2 separate regions of the Mus musculus genome follow, and region 1 is linked to region 2. The links are chromatin contacts, called in public targeted proximity ligation maps. All regions are on one chromosome and are shown on one strand. The core of a region is the stretch at or near the end of the contact, and the rest is flanking DNA. Distances in the headings are between cores, read along the strand shown.

Evidence for each region.
Region 1: a targeted proximity ligation map of kidney shows a contact between it and region 2, with 2.1 times the contacts expected there. A contact is called at or near these places in 1 of 39 promoter capture datasets (embryonic stem cells), 2 of 130 datasets of targeted methods (bone marrow-derived macrophages and kidney) and 3 of 9 other capture datasets (adipose tissue, embryonic stem cells and liver).

What each region holds. Positions count from the first base shown.
Region 1 is chr19:12,693,811-12,698,191 of GRCm38.p6, reverse strand. Keg1 (kidney expressed gene 1) reads right to left here and starts at 2,402. Exons shown (of 6, transcript NM_029550.4): 1 at 2,351-2,402.
Region 2 is chr19:12,487,157-12,491,555 of GRCm38.p6, reverse strand. All of the region lies in intron 2 of Dtx4 (deltex 4, E3 ubiquitin ligase), which reads left to right. Among named protein-coding and RNA genes, the nearest start is that of Dtx4, 13 kb to the left of the region's middle.

The DNA of each region.
Region 1 (4,381 bases), core at 1,153-3,652, 210 kb before region 2:
TTATTATTTATTATATGTAAGTACACTGTAGCTGTCTTCAGACACTCCAGAAGAGGGAGTCAGATCTCATTACGGATTTCAGAAGAGCAGTCGGGTGCTCTTACCTGCTGAGCCATCTCACCAGCCCTAAATCTTAAATTTTTAAGTTCACAGATAGTTCTTTTATTTGATAAATTGTAGTTACTGAGTCTCAAGGAGAATGCATAATGCTATCCAAGTTCTTGAAGTTATGGCATAAATTTTTTAAAGCTATTTTCTTATCATTCCCCTGTTGTCTGTATTCTCTGTGTAGTATTCCCTACCTCCTTCCTGGTATTGTTAATATGTGCCTTTTCTTTCTATTTCTTGGTAAGTCTAGAGCAGAGATACACAGTTGAATTCCCTTACATTTTGTCTAAGACAATTATTTGGTTTTTAGAGTCAATCTTGCATACCACTGACCATATAGAAGATTCTGTGTCTCTAATAGATGACAATAGCAACATTTTTTTCTCTCAGTATGAGAAACAAAATGTTTCCTGATATTTACTCTAATGTCCTCAAGAATATCTTTTTTTTTTTCTTTTTTCGTTTTTCGAGACAAGGTTTCTCTGTATAGCCCTGGCTGTCCTGGAACTCACTTTGTAGACCAGGCTGGCTTCGAACTCAGAAATCTGCCTGCCTCTGCCTCCCGAGTGCTGGGATTAAAGGTGTGCGCCACCATGCCCGGCTAGGAGAATATCAAAATAGTGGGAATCTTATATTCCTATAGGCAGTCCGACTTTTTCTTTAGAAGCACTTTTTGAGATTCTGTCACAAAACTTGAAGTAAATTTTGATACAAAATCATATACACTGCTATAATGCCTGCAAATTGAATAACATAAGAGTGCTTGACAAATGTAAACACACACACACACACACACACACACACACACACACACACACACACACACTAAATGAGCAATGGCAATGGCAACAACTACAAAAGCACAATGTCCAGTTAATGGTGCAAATTGAAACCCAAAGAGACTGAATGAATGGGAAGTCTTAGCATTGTCATAGACAAAGTCCATTGTGGTTTTTAGGATCGTCACATTGAGTTTTCACATTATTGAAAATATATCCAGGGAAAACAATTCAGAGAAAGTGAATCTAAAAAACAGTTGTTATGGAAACATTATGATTGTGTCTAAACTATGATGACATTATCTAAGTATAAGCTCACAATCTGTTAGTGATCTAAGGAACTATTAACACAAAATGCATACGTACCATGATGCATATGTACAAGTAGAAAAGTACTAAATTAAAAGGATAAAACATATAAAATGAAGTAGTACACAGACTTTGACTGAAATTGATAACTATGATTTTATGCACATCTAATATGAAATATGCATAAGAATATGGAAGAATATAGAAAGATGAGTTAAAATGGAATCAATATTTTAGAATACTCCATCATGTGAGCAGTACAGATCAAATCTCTAAGTTACCTTTCTTAAAGATCATTTCAGTTAACAGTGAAACCACTTTATATCCGTCTTCATATTTCTCAGCATATTCTATCTCAGACATGTATGAAGCACTTTACTCCCCTGTTAAGTATTTATCTAATGAAAGAACTATCTGCTAGCAAGCTAAAGAATTTATCATCTGCCCAGCATCCCTGTACCACAGGTGCTGAATAAATAAATGTTAGCTAGAATAGCAAGTTTCTTTGCAAATATTGCTAACCAAATGTACTAGCCAGCTTTCACATTCTCTCCATAGCACTTATCTGTTTGAAATGGAAACTTGCCATAGTTCTTTCAAAAATTTTGACATCAACAAACACACAAGACTGGAGGGAGAAAAGCCCACAAGGCCTCAAAATTGCACAGAGAATTACAGGCAATGGAGGACAGCTAGGAAGGAGAGAGTTTGGCTTTCTCTGAGAGGAAACACTGAGGTTGTTCAGTGTCAAAAGAGTCAGGCCTAAAAACATAAATATAGGTAGCATTTTACAGATGGAACAGGTTATATTTAGAAATATGTCTGTATATAAATAGATACAGACAATATCAATTAGTTTAAGAAGAGGCTATGAATTTGAAAAAGCATAGAGGAGTATAGGGCAGCTTTAGAGGGAAGAAAGTGAGAAATCTTGTAAACAAACTATAATCTCAAAATGAAAAAAAAAAGATTTTTCCATGGTGCACATTAGTAGGTATATATACTTCTTGAGTTGATTAAACTCCCCCTGTGCATTGTATAGTCACCCGCAAAAAGCTCATTGCTTCTTATCTAAGACCAACAATGTTTGACTTTTCCCACCTAGTATGAGGGAAAGAACAGGGAATCAGCGTTCTTCTGTGGTAAGCCCTTACCTATAACTCCGTATCCACACAGAGAGCTTCCTCAGAACAAAGAACAAGCAGTGCCTCTTCCTTAAAATGCCAGTATTTGTAGTGATTTTGGTAAATGTTTTACAGAAATCTTTAGACTTAGGATGTACTGTGGACCTTGCTTTTTTTTTTTTCCTAGAAAATGGGAAAACAGAATGCTGGCTACTTTGAGAGTCAGTAGTATCCCCACAAATGTGTTTCACAGAAAAATGACAATGCAAATTTGAGACACAGATTGTGTGTGCCCTCTCAGTTTTGCTTGCATTATTTTTTTTTTCGGCTCATAGGAAATCAACAGACTATGTCTAGAAAGGATATGTAATTGTCTACAAAATATAAATTTTCTCACCGCTCCCCCCACTTTCTAACTGCCTGCTGCACTAGCAAGATGGAAGACTTGGATGAAATTAGCTCTGTAAAAATTAGAGTTCCTTATCTATACACATACAGAGCAGGCAACCTCATATATACAGCAGCTAAAAGTTTCCTCCGAACTTGTGTCCCATGCCTGTGTGTGCTTCAATCATCTCATAGTGATGCTGAACAAGCAGTCAGCAGTAACACTCTTTTGACAGACATTTTATTTTATGTGTATGCATGTTATATAAAAACACATGAGCACCTTGTGTATTTTGGTGAGCCACGTGAGGGGCTGGCACCTGAGGAAGCCACAAGAGGTGTTGGATCTCTCTAATTGAAGTTACGGATGGTTATGAAATGCTGTGTGAATGCTGCGAACTGAATTTGGGTCTTCTGGAAGAGCAGACAGTACTCCTAACCACTGACACATCCTTGTAGCCCCAGTAACACTCTTGATAGCAAAGGGGATTTTAGCACAGACAGACTGAAGATCCCCCTGTTGGTTGTATAAACTATGAGATAGGAAGACATAATTTCATTGCAGGGCCCACTATCTGGGGACCCCTGTGACAAAACCTCCCCCTAATGAATAAAGATTTCAGGGGACCGTCAATCACTGAGTGAGGAGTAGGCAGGACTTACGGGTTGGGGAGAGGAAGAGGGAGGCAGGAAAAAGAAGACTTCCTTTTGGACAGGAGAGATGATGGAGGACACAACGTAGGTAGCAGAAGCCCCGGTTTAGGTGGCAGATCTGCTGGGAATAGCTTAGAATAGCTTCTAAACTAGGATGCTAGTTGCTGTGCCCCACAATTGTGTTACCCAGCTTTTGAAACCTCAAAGCCCACCCCGAGAGACACATTTCCTCCAAATGGCTACACCTCCTACTAGTGCCACTTCCTATGGGCCAATGAGGGCCATTTTTACTAAGCCACCACAGAAACCAGATAAATATTAATATGTTAGCTTCAGTCAACTTTGTAACTGTAGAAAACGTATAGTTCGTTCGTTTGTTTGTTTGTGTTACGTTAGTTTGTCTTTTCATTTACTTGTATATTATGGTTTCAATTTTGGTGTTCTTATAGGTTTTATTTTGTGCGTGTGTGTATCTGCATGCATGTGTTTGCATGTGTGTGCGTGAGTTCATGTGGTGAGTACATGTGTGTGTTTGTGTGCGTGTGTTTTTCTTTTGTTATTATTCTGGAATATTTATTTATTTTGTTAGAGAGAGAGAGAAGAGAAGGAGAGAGGGAGGGAAGGAGGGAGGGAGAGAGAGAGAGAGAGAGGGAGATTTGAGTGGGTGGGTATGTAGAGAGGTATAGAGGTAGAGAAATGGATAGATCAGGAGTTGAGGAGGTAGTGATCTGGGAGGAACTGGGGGAGGGAAAATCATAATCAGAATATACTGTATGAAAAACTATTTTTAATTATATATACTAAAAATCATTTTGCGGGGCTGGAGAGATGCTTCAGTGATTAAGAGTACTGACTTCTCTTCCAGATGTCCAGAATTTAATTCCCAGCAACCACATGGTGACTCACAACCATCTGTAATGGGATCCCTCTTCTGGTGTGTCTGAAGAGAGAACCAGTGAACTCACATGCACAAAATAAAGACATTTTTTTTAAAAAAACATTTTGATTATATATGAATTC
Region 2 (4,399 bases), core at 1,651-4,150:
CATAGGGCATACCCATTCACATTAGTTCAGCTCACTGTGTTCTGGTTTGACAGTGTTATCATCTCATTTATAATCTTTATAATGACTCTGGTGACACTGTCCCATTTCACAGATAAAATCAAATATATTGTAGGAGTATGGCCTTATAATCCTCTTTCCCCTTTACCTCAGTACAATAGGCACCAAGCAAAGATTGCTTCTTTCCTGGCCCATTGTAGCATTCTCATGACGTGCTGGTGCTGTTGGAGGTGCCATTTGTGTTTCTTATGTTCTCCATCTCCCTCAACCAGCAAACAGGAATGCCCAGCTCCCTGCACTCAGCCTTTGCCTGCCATGCTGTCTTCTTGTCTTTCCATCACACCCAGCAGCCTTCCCTTTCTCTCCAGAGGCCTGGCCCTGCTGCTGTGTCCCAGATGGTTGAAAAGGCTTTAGAGCTGGAATGAGTCCCTAGACTGAAAATCCAGGCTGCCCTAAGGCAATACTATAGACACTCAGCTGAGTCTCCAAACAGAGTCTTAGCATAGGGACAGGAAATGAAAGATACACAGTTGAACTGAAGAGGACTGGGCTGGAACAGCCTCTCTTCCTTGCCTCTCATTTGTGTGAGCCCCAGGATCTTTGCAAGGGTCAGTGTCCTTCCTTGTATGTCAAATGATAGTCCCAAATTTACAGAACCTGCTCATGGAATCACTGTGAAACCCTCCATGGATAGAGGTCATTCCTTGACAAGCCCCCGTTGGGCTTGCCCATGTCCGCCCATTTCTTTTGCTGATGCATTTTAAGCATGGGCACTTTGCTTGAGAGATATCTTCCCTTAGTGGAGAGAAGCTGGAACACAAGCCTTTGTGCACTGTTCTGTCCTTGTTTTGGCTAAAGCCTCAGTGAAGGTGAAGGCAGCTTGTCATGCCGGCCAGAGGCATGGGATGCTCATGACTTCCTCCGTGGGGAAGCGCAGGACAGCGGGGAAGAGGCGCCTGGATCCCGCTGCTACTCTGCTTCTCTACACGGGGTTGCAGCAGAGTGCTGGGTGCTCTAGCAGATTTCCAGGGTGATTGCCAGCCCATAAGAGGAGGCTCAGTGTACGTAGGGGACTCCCTGACTCTTGAGCTTGAACCCAGTTCTTTGCTGTGCCACTTGGAATAAGTTTTGTTTCCTCTGTCTTCAGTGTTCTTAGCTGTTGAGCGACATTATAATAGGACTTCAGTGCTAGGGTTGTCACGTGGGTTAAATGAAGCCTTCAGTTCAGAGACTGCACAGAGTCCAATGGGTATTAGCTGCCGATGGTGATGATGATGATGATGACGACGATCTAATGACTATACCCTTGTGTTAGTGAACTCAAGGCTAAGCTGAGCCAATCCAACTTACACATCATTTTTGTCCCCTTGACAAATGCCCCAGTGACCCCATGCCATCATGAAGACAGATGCCCCGAGATCACCTTGAACTACAACGAGTGTGAGGAACTCAACAGGCTTCGTTTCTTTTGTTTGTTCCCCTGCCAAGCTGGAGAAGTGAGTGCAGTCCAGGCAGCACAATTCAAAAGGGGTATAGAAATGAGTTGCTTTTGCACTGTTTTTCTGAAAGGGGTCCCTCCCACCTCTCTCTGTCTTCCAGCCCTTTCTTCTCACCTTTTTTCCACCTCCTGCATTCCCATTGCCATCTTCCCTTGTAGCTTTTCTTGGCCACTAATGAGCATGTGTTATCCTCTTTGTCTGGAACTGCCATCAACCTTCTGTCATTACACAGCCCCGTCCCCATCCCCTCTGCCCATGACCTCTTCAAGCAACTTTCCCACAGGAAAGGGGAAAAAAAAAAAGGAAGATCAAGGATGGCAGGCAATGTGGGATGAAGAGAAAGTATTGGCAGGGGACAAAAGATACAGCAAATTATTCAGACACAAGCAGGAGGTTCTTAAAAGGGGTGGGAAGGTCGGTGCAGGGCAGCAGTCACCCCTCTCCCCCTCAGAGTCCAGGCTTCGGTACCTCCAGTTAGGCATGGTTGCTGGTTGCCTTAGAGACAAGGCCATTGTCCTTCATGAGGCTTCCTGGGTTGGTGAATAACTCAGAAAACACTAGCCTTCTCCGCATGAGGTCTGCAAGGATCTCTCTCTCTCTCTCTCTCTCTCTCTCACACACACACACACACACACACACACACACACACACACACACACACACACACACACAAACGGCCTGTTCAGGCCTCCTCTCTTTACTGTGTCAGTTCCTCTCAGTTTTACTTTATCAATGGAAATAAAAACTTGGATCCTCCATAACTGGGAACAGCCCAAGAGGATGGGGGAAGGGCTGTCTTCCGATTGGCCAGTGCGTGATTAGGTCAAAGGGCTTTGGCTTGGTTGCCTGGAAGATGGGAGAAGGAGGCTTGCTATTGGACCGCTGCTTCACAGAAGGAGGGGTTTGGGCTCAGATAGCTGAGGCCCTAGGGCAGAGGACAGGTTTTCTGGGATTTTCATTTTAACCAGGAACCATGGGGGAAGGGCAGGCAGGTGCTGCCTGCTCACAGTCCCCAGTACTGCTAGGCTTTCAACTCTGCCAGGCTTTCGACTCTGCCTTTTATACCTGATACCCTGTGGTCAAGATTGTGAGAAAACTGGATTATTAAAGCAGGAAGTGGCAGAAATCAAGCCCTTCGACAATTGGAAAAATAAAAGTGTAAACAGTTGCCCAAATTTGCACAAGGCTCAGCTGTTTATCAACTACTTGACCTAGATCCTACAGCCTCACAGGGACCCCAAGGGAGCAGACATTTATCGGACCTTGTTTACAGCTGAGGTTAAAGGCAGGCAGATTTGATCACAGAACACAGAGGATCTGGCCAGAGCTGCCAGAGGCAAAGCAGGCAGTGTACAGATGTGGGCAGTCACTTTCCATTTCTTCTCATTGTTTGCTGTTGGTATTTAGTAAAGCACACAGCCCTGCCCTCCGCTGAGCCCCAGTGCTGCCCACAGACCAGGGACCAGGTTGCCCCCTTCCTGACACACAGAGGAAGGTTGACCCCACAGGTTGATCCCAAAGTCTTGCTGAGTGTTCAAGGGTTCCACAAACAGGCTTCCCCTATCTCTCTCTCTAGACGCCCCCACACGCCACAATCCCCGGGCTGCTCTGAGGATTGGAGTACTTCCTGGTTGACCAGAGAGTGTGTGGAAACCTGCCAGTCAGGTTTGTGGAAACAAAGGTGGCCTTTGTCACACAGATCACAGTTTTTTATCAGCTGTGGTAGGGGCCCTGGAGATGGTGAAAGGAGGCAGGTGCGGGGGCTGTGCGGCACGTGCTGTCCCCTAGTGGTGAACAGGGGACATACCACAAGGGGCAGACTCTTCTAGCCTCTTCAGGTAGAGTGGAGAGGTGAATCTGCCCTGGAAGGGATTCAGGGCTTCTGACTCACCTTTCTCTCAAATAGTGTAATGGGAAGGTGCCAAGGCGAGACATTCTAACCCCAGATCCCTGAGGCTCAAGCAGTTGGCTGACTTCATGTTATTTGCAGTGCTTGGTTGTTTACACAACCAGGAATCAAGGCCGTTCCCCTTTCCTTGGTCTAGTGGCTTTTATTTTCAAGTCAGCTTTTCCCTCATCTCCCCACATCCAGTCTTGCTTTATTCAGGCGACAGTTGGGAAAGAAAAGTAGCTTTAGGTTTGGCCCGATACATAGCGTCATATGCTTTGATTAGCTTCACTGCTTCTGTCTTCACGGAAAGGCAACAGAGGAAGCGCATCCTACTGGACCTGGTGTGCTCCGGTAGAGAGACTTGGCTATCAGGCCTCTCTTCTGTCCTGATGGTGCCTTCGTGCATTACAGTATGGGGCAATGCAGAGCACGGCATCATGGGAGGCGCAGTGAAAGGACTCTGGAGCCAGATAGTGTGTGTTGGATTCTTGTTGCAATCTTGGTCTAGTTGGCGTAACCTCTTGTGTGCCCCAATTTTGTTACTTATGCAGCAAGATTGACTTTAACACTCCTTACCTAGAGACCTGGGAGGACTGAGTAGGCTTATTGTTGAAGAGTTAGGATTGCCCCCAGCCAGATATGAGCCCTGTGAATCATAGCCCATAGAGGAAGACCCATGGGGTGTCATGCTCACAGCTGCATCTCCAGCATTAAACATGATTATCCCAAAGTAGGGTTCAATGAGTTCTTCTCAAATAGACACATAAATAAATATTGCTTTTTTTCCTTCTGACTTCCCAGCACAGCCCTACCCCAGCTGGACTCTCAGGCTTCCTTGATCCCAGAGGCATCTATCTATCTATAGACAGGCCCACTGGCTTCTCCAAGCCAGCTGTGGAAGCCTGGGTGGCAGAGGGGAATGGCACAAGTCCCATCTCTATGTGTCTTGTATTTTCACCTTCAGTGCCTTCGCCGTGGGCGGCCTGGCCTT